2 separate regions of the Mus musculus genome follow, and region 1 is linked to region 2. Evidence: chromatin contacts called from public promoter capture Hi-C data. All regions are on one chromosome and are shown on one strand. The core of a region is the stretch at or near the end of the contact, and the rest is flanking DNA. Distances in the headings are between cores, read along the strand shown. Region 1 overlaps Cdc14b (CDC14 cell division cycle 14B). Region 2 overlaps Slc35d2 (solute carrier family 35, member D2).

Region 1 (3,803 bases), core at 136-2,635, 98 kb after region 2:
TTGGTCTGGAAACGTAGTGGTGACATAAGCTACAGGACTAATCTAACGCTCTTGCAGAGGACTCTGAGGAGCTCGCCAGTAGAAGTAACATTTAAAGCAACATTTAAGCTGGGCCTGAAGACAAATATTATTAGCAGCAACTCCACCTACCCATTCAGAACATCTTGGCCACTTAGAATAGTTTGGGAAGAACTAACTATAAAAGGTATCATTGTTCTTCAATAGATAGAGGGGGCAAAAAAAAAAAGTGAAATGTGAGATTATAAACTCATCTAAGATATACAAGGAAACACCACTGTAAATAAGTATTTATTCAGCAAGTTTTCTTTAGTGGACTCTTGATTCCTTTTTAAATCTTTCTTAGCTACATGAAACTCTCAACAGAACCTCAAAGGGCAAGGGTTGGCTGTGACAGATTTTCACTTGGAGGAGATCCTAGAAGGGAATTCTGAATGCTTTGGCAATCTCTAAGTCCAAGCTGGTACAAGAAAAGTAAATTTTTGGAATGAAATGATGAAGAAGGGTCTCAGAAAACAGATAGAGGATGGTGGTGGTGTGGCACATGTCTCCCTCTGTGTTCCTGGGCTGTGATGTTACACACAGAGGTTTTCTGCTGCTTTCTGCTGACAAGTGTCTCCCTTGAGAGAATGACATGTCAGGAGATTACACTTGTGTACAGAATCTAACAAAGATGGTCTGCCTATTTTGGGGAAGAGAAGGAAGAGTCCAGAGACTATAGAAACACAAGCAAGGGAGACAGCCAGCTACCCCTCTCCTTTTCTCACTTAACACAAAGAAGATGTGATGAAAGAATGGACAGTTCTATAGACTCAAGACAGGTGACCTGAAGAGATTGGGCCACCATCCTCACTAGCCTCTAAGGCAACAAAGCCCAATCTTTGCTAAAAGCAGAAATGGTGAGAGACACACTTGACTGAAGACACATTCCAGGCATTGAACACGAGAGGTGAATACAGCCCCCTGGTGGACACGAAACCAGGCTGGTTGGCTCAACTACCTGGTTTTTTGACAGGTGAGAAAACTATTCCAATGTCCACATTTATGAATAGCTAGTACAACTTTTCAAAACTAGGTGTTATTTTTAACATCCTTGACTCAGAAGGCTCCTTGAGGCCCTCCCCTGCTGGTACCATCCCATTCATTGAAGAGATTCGGAAAGAGAGCCCTGGAAAACAAGCAAAACAACAAAGCTAGGAGAGCCAGAAGGAGAAACACATACACCATAGGAACCACACAGGACACAGGGGGGTGGGGGGGAGGGTAGGAGAGAAACGGAACAGGAAACTTACACAGCAAACTATCTGTCAAAGGGTCCAGATGGCTACTGTGTTCTGAAGCCATCAAGACAGAACAGCAGGGTGGGAAGAATGTAGTCACACACAATCCACCAGATGGCAACACTACACAGTGCAGAGGTCAGCACAGCTAGGGGACATCTGGAGAGGGTGGAAGGGAAAGAACAGATGTTCACATTGGGAAGCCAAAATAAATCATATAATAAAATACATAGAGCCACCTGTGGATTTAAGACACCCTAAAAGGCCCAGAGCAGCGACTGTGATGGCAAAGGGGCAGGAAACAAGGGTGGTGGTGGTCCAGCTTCTGTTGAGACAAAAACGCTGACTTTAGTTTAAACAGGTTCAACACACAGGAACAAATGGTTAGACTCCATCTCCCATCATACTGACTGACAGTACTCCAGCTGGCCATCCTTAGATATGCAAAACACTACACCTGAACACAAGTAGAAACGGACACAGAAACAACCCACAGACAGTCTAATATGATCAGGGGAGGGGTGACTGCGACCAGGGAACGCCTCTGAACAAAAACAGAACACTCCTCAGTCAGTTGGGAGGTCCAGTGAACGGCACAATTGGCAATGTGGATTACAGAAGTGCACCTGACCAAGAGCCATCAATTTCGCTACTGTGGCCTTGTATGTTTCTGAGATGGTACTCATGGCCTCAGGCATTTAAATACTTAGTCCTCAAGTAGTTGAGACAGCTGGGGTAGGTGTAGGATGTGTGGTATCGACGGGGATGGGGTGGGGAGATTGGGGGTGGGGAGGTGAGGGGCAGACATATCATTGGGCGTGGACCTTGAGGTTTCAAGGTGGCTTGCCATTCCCAGTTAGCTCTCGGTGCTTCCTGCCTGCAGTTCAAAATTTAAGTTTTCATTTCCGGCTCCAGCTGCCATGCTTACCACACGTATACTGTTGCTTCCCTGTACTGGGGACTCCAAAGCCCTGAAACCTTAAGCCCAAATAAACATTTCCTTCTATTAAGTTGCCCTGGTTATGGTGTTTCATCATAGCAACAGAAAAAGTAACTAGTGCACACTAGAGTTTGGTATGTTTTCCCTTCTCTTCCTTCTGTCTTCAGGTCTCCCACTTCTCAGGCTGGCCTTGACCTTTCTATGTAGTTTACAGTGCCCTTAAACCTCTGATCTTCCTACCACCACCTTCCAAGTGCTGTGCCACATACCCAGTTTTGGCCTCGTGTTTCCTGTGTGTGTGCTTGTGCTGTATGTCGTCACATGTGTGAACACACATATATGTGCAGGTCCCACTAAGCTCTCCCCAAACCATCTAGCTGTTCTCATTCAGCCATTTCTGAGAGCATCAGACTTCTAGTCCAAAGAGCCTTGCACAATCTGCTGAATGGTAGGACATCTGAAGCCACCTGCAAGTTCCGGGGGTCTTTAAATTTTAATCTTCTTGTGCTTTTCTGTCACCATATACCCTCAGGCTATGAACTCCATAATCTCAGTTTATCTAACAAAAGAGATCACTAAATGATTTGAGTTCCAAAAAACACTTTTCTGAACAGAGTGGAGAGTAAAATTTCCTGAAAGTTCTATTTAATATGAACTTTTGCAAAAAGATTTTGTGTGTGTGTGTGAGAGAGAAAGAGAGAGAGAGAGAGAGAGGGAGAGGGGGAAGGGGAGGGGGAGGGGGAAGGGGAGAGAGAGAGAGAAAGAGGGAGGGAGAGAGAGAGAGAGAGAGAGAGAGAGAGAGAGAACGCAGAAATTTCCTGGAGCTGGAGCTACAGCTGATTGTATTGTACCTGATCTAGGTGGTGGAAGCCAAACTTGGGGCCTCTGTATGGACAGCACTTTCAACTGCCGGGCATTTTTACAGCAGCTAACAAAAGCTTTTTAATGATTTAATTAATTTATGTACATTGGAGTTTTGCCTGCATGTAAATCCATGTGATCATGACAGATCCCCTGGAAGTGGAGTTACAGAGGGTTGTGAGCTGCCATGTGGGTGCTGGGAATTGAACCCGGTCCTCTTATCCAGTCCAATAAGAACTTTTTAAAAAAATAACTTTAGTTTGGTAGATTTTTTTTAAATTTATGAATTTTATGTTCATGAGTGCTTTGTCTTCATAAACACCAGAGTAGGGCATCAGATTCCATTACAGATGGTTGTGAGCCACCCTGTGGTTGCTGGGAATTGAACTTAAGACCTCTGGAAGAACAACTAATGCTCTTAATCACTGAACCATTTCTCCAGCTCCCCAACAAGAACTTTTGACCAGAAAGAATTTGTCTCCCCTCTCACTCCTAACCTGGCTCATGAATGTAGGGCAAAACAACCTACTAAGAAGTAAACTGGTAGCCGGGCATGGTGGCGCACGCCTTTAATCCCAGCACTCGGGAGGCAGAGGTAGGCGGATTTCTGAGTTTGAGGCCAGCCTGGTCTACAGAGTGAGTTCCAGGACAGCCAGGGCTATACAGAGAAACCCTGTCTCAGAAAACCAAAAAAAAAAAAAAAA
Region 2 (3,728 bases), core at 1,029-3,528:
CATAAAAAGGTTTTGCTGTTACTTATTGAGTAGCCTTCTGATTCCCTATGTGCAGCGTGTCATGAGTACATCTGTGATGGCTTGTACATGCTTGGCCTAGGAAGTGGCACTATTTGGAGGTGTGGCCTTGTTGGAGTAGGTGTGTCACCATAAGTGTATAAGAACCTTATCCTAGCTGCCTGGAAGCCAGTCTTCTGCTGGCAGCCTTCTGATGAAGATGTAGAACTTTCAGCTCCTCCTGCACCATTTCTGCCTGGATGCTGCCATGTTCCTGCCTGGATGATAATGGACCGAACCTCTGAACCTGTAAGCCAGCCCCAATTAAATGTTGTCCTTATAAGAGTTGCCTTGGTCACTAACTAAGGCAACATCCTTATACACACACACACACACACACACACACACACACACACACACACACACACACACACACACATAATTAAATAACCAAATTGTAATAAGTTAAAAACCAAGAGCTAGAAGTATTTATATAAACAATCAATAAAAATTATTTACTCTGGACAACATAAACCCAGAGAGGGTTATTTAGTAATATTTCTTAAAATACATATGTTCTTCACCAGTGCACACTTTAATAAACACTAGTTTTCTATCTTTAAGAATGAATCTATACTGGTAACATTTGAAGAAACAGAATATACAAAGCATGCTAGATTATGAATCTTTTGCACTTTGGGGGGGTCAATCAGAAAAAAAATCAATATTTTAAAATCCCTCTCCCTCAGTTGCAACACACTACATGTATTTTGGCCTCCTAGAGGGAAGGTCAAATGAGCATCTCCCAAGGACCTGGGGTTTGTTAACAGAAGGGCTGCTATCTCTGACTTCATTTCCCACAGTTAATAATCCACCGACTGTAAGTCCAAAGTCCAGGACTCACTTCCCAGAGTAGTGAGTCACCAAAAACTTTGGCCTTTCCATCTCTCCCTGTTGACTCATTCATTCTTCCTCCAATGACAGAGAGAGAATATTTCACTCCGTGTTATCCGTCAGCTTCCAGTGTATTTAGTTCAGTGTACATGAACTCCCCTCTTTATCATATTTAGTTCATAATCTAAAATGGACTCAGTCATGCAACCAGCTAAAAGATCTTGGAGTAATTCAGTGAACATTTCAGATAGTTGCCGAGTGAAAACAGATCACATTTACCTGCTAGGGACTCTCCCTCATTTTCATTACTAATTACAGTGTATATCTACATCTCTGGTCATCTCTTGCCATCTAATACTTTAGTAAAGGTATACTCATATTTTATCTTTAGGTTTTCTATTACATTTGTGCGTGCGTGTGGTGTAGGTATGTGGTTTAGACACAGCACACACACGGTACTCACAGACAGTCTGCCAGAATCAGCTCTCTCGATATGTAATATGGCTCCTGGCGATGGAACTCAGGTTATCAGGCTTGGCAGCAAGTGCCATCTCTCCAGCCCAAATGAATTGTATTCTAAACATTATAGCTTTTGTATTTTATCATTTTAGAGGAATAAAAAAAGTCCTTTGATCCCCCCACTCCCCTTTGTGGCACTGAGGATCAAACCCACAGTCCTGTGCATGCCAGCCAGTGTTCTACCACTGAGCTACATCCCCAGCCCTGGATATTGCTCTTAGATCTTTCAGTGTATTATTCTAGTTATATATATATATTTCTAAATAATAATTCTACAAAGCTCTCCAGTCCATCTGCAATTTCAGTGCCTGGTAATCGCTCAATTCAGAGAGCTTCTGCCTAAATCTCTAGAGTCTAAACTGAAGAGGCCAGAGAGGGCAAGCAGTGGGTGAACTAGCACCACATCAGGAGGCAAAGTTCTCCTAGAATATGAGAATTTAATAAATTACTTCTCCACTAACAAAGAGTCTAACTCTCAATTTACCCACAAAGTAAAAAAATACAACAAAGTCAATGACACACTGAACACACTCACCCTAGCACACCTAGCTCGGCCTCACCTACCTTAACCATGTTTATAACACGGGCCATATTTACCTGCTGAAAGTCTCCAGTAGAGACGCTAATAATGACAGTTGGGATGAGCATGAAGCAGGCATTATAGAAAAGCACTCCATATTTCCCCAGCTCCTGTGAAAATAAGAAGATTGCATTCAACTCTAGAGCTCTAAGGTATCGTGTCTTCTGGGCTGATTTGTCTATTTATGCACAATTAGAATGTTTAAAAGGCTGGCAATGTACTGTAAGACTTTTGGCCCATGTCTGTTGTAAAATGGACCATTGCACTGTGTTGTAACTTTGGAATAAATATTTGTTCAACACCAACAAGCACATGTACAATGGATGAAAACAGAAGGCTTGAGGCCCTACCCATCTCTAACACTCCACTATTAAGCACGTTATTCAAAGTAGCAAATCTGAAATGAGATAATGGAAATTTAAAATGTTAACTAATTCTTTTAAAACATCTGCTCCATCCGTTAAAGAATAGGAACCTATCATGTTTGCTTTTACTAAAGTGACCACCCACTTCTCCTTTAAAAAAGGGGGGGGTGACATATTGTATTTTCAGGAAGGCAATGGACCTGTTTTTGTAAAACTGTCACCATTCAAAGAAACAAATGGGCATACAGATTTTAAAAATAGCTCACAGAAAAGCACCCATCAGTCAATGAGAGCTCCCTCACAAAGCACAAAGAGCCCAGAACAAAAACCCATATGCTGGCTCACCCCAGACAGCTTCCGGTCACAGCTGGGGCTGGGTGAGGTCTGGGGCAGCACGACAGGCAGCCCCGACAGCTTGCGATCTGAAGAGGTGGTTCGTACTGGAGGACATGACAAATGACCGCCAGACACCTCACTTCATGAGGAAACACATTTGGAGAAATGAAAGTCTAAAGGCGTAATGGCCTGTGAGTTTCCGAAGCTCACAGCTGGAAATCTACAGGCACTGTCCCACCTCCTTCTGAATCTGTCACGGTCATTAATGATGCTGCTTTAAAACAATGGATTTGCTTTTCAAAATGTATATAAATATACATATGTACATACACATATATTCACAAATACATATGCACATATATATTCATGTACATTTTGAAAAGCAAACACACACACACATATATATACATACTGATTGAACATCTAAAATAGTGACATTTTTTCTTGCAATAGCAAGAATAACAAGGTCTCATGCAAATAAGATAATTAAGAAGAAATCAGTAGTTTCTAGATCACAGGACGTGCATCGAGTTACACGCCAACTGAACACGCTCACTGTCCTTTTTCATGTCATTCCAGGAGCCAGATGGCACGGGGGTAAAGCTGCAGGAGGGAAGGTCCGGTACCTTCGGGTCCATTTTCTGTTTGGTATAAACTCCATTTGCCGCGGTGAAGATATCATTCAAGAATACAAAAATGTAGCCTTCCAAGTTGAATGTGAGGTCAGAGCTGGCAGGGAGAACAGGAAGAGGAGAGTTATAAAGACATTCTCAAGCTGACCTCGGAACTTGCTTGTGGTCTGGTCAGATCTGTGTGCAGTGCTAGTATCATCTTTTCTTAGGCAAATTATTCTCCCACTAGCAGTAACTCCTCCAGTTCCTCCCAGATAAGAACAAGACAGCTGATCAGGCGATCTCCGTTTAATTACACTTAGCTTAAGACCTGGGGACCTGAACTGCCTAGCTTTAACTGCAAACCCTTTGTTTGCTAACTGATAGGTTGGCACTATCATTAGTGAGCCCTGGCTGTCCTGAGGG

What was found. Capture Hi-C pulls out chosen DNA fragments and counts their contacts.
Region 1: a promoter capture Hi-C map of pancreatic islet shows a contact between it and region 2. The contact joins two enhancer-like sites. A contact is called at or near these places in 1 of 39 promoter capture datasets (hematopoietic stem and progenitor cells), 5 of 484 Hi-C or Micro-C datasets (the HL-1 cell line, Sertoli cells, cerebral cortex and 2 more) and 3 of 9 other capture datasets (adipose tissue, liver and pancreatic islet).

The regions. Positions count from the first base shown.
Region 1 is chr13:64,203,961-64,207,763 of GRCm38.p6, forward strand. Cdc14b (CDC14 cell division cycle 14B) reads right to left here. Exons shown (of 14, transcript NM_172587.3): 13 at 1,311-1,457. The coding sequence ends at 1,343. Among named protein-coding and RNA genes, the nearest start is that of 1810034E14Rik, 43 kb to the right of the region's middle. Within about 2 kb of position 1,386, at least 15 of the 459 cell types and tissues checked have an H3K27ac peak or open chromatin away from gene starts, as enhancers often do. A contact at or near this core is called in pancreatic islet, where this site is marked.
Region 2 is chr13:64,105,008-64,108,735 of GRCm38.p6, forward strand. It overlaps Slc35d2 (solute carrier family 35, member D2), which reads right to left. Exons shown (of 12, transcript NM_001001321.3): 7 at 3,318-3,420; 8 at 2,008-2,100. Among named protein-coding and RNA genes, the nearest start is that of Hsd17b3, 18 kb to the left of the region's middle. Within about 2 kb of position 2,279, at least 29 of the 459 cell types and tissues checked have an H3K27ac peak or open chromatin away from gene starts, as enhancers often do. A contact at or near this core is called in pancreatic islet, where this site is marked.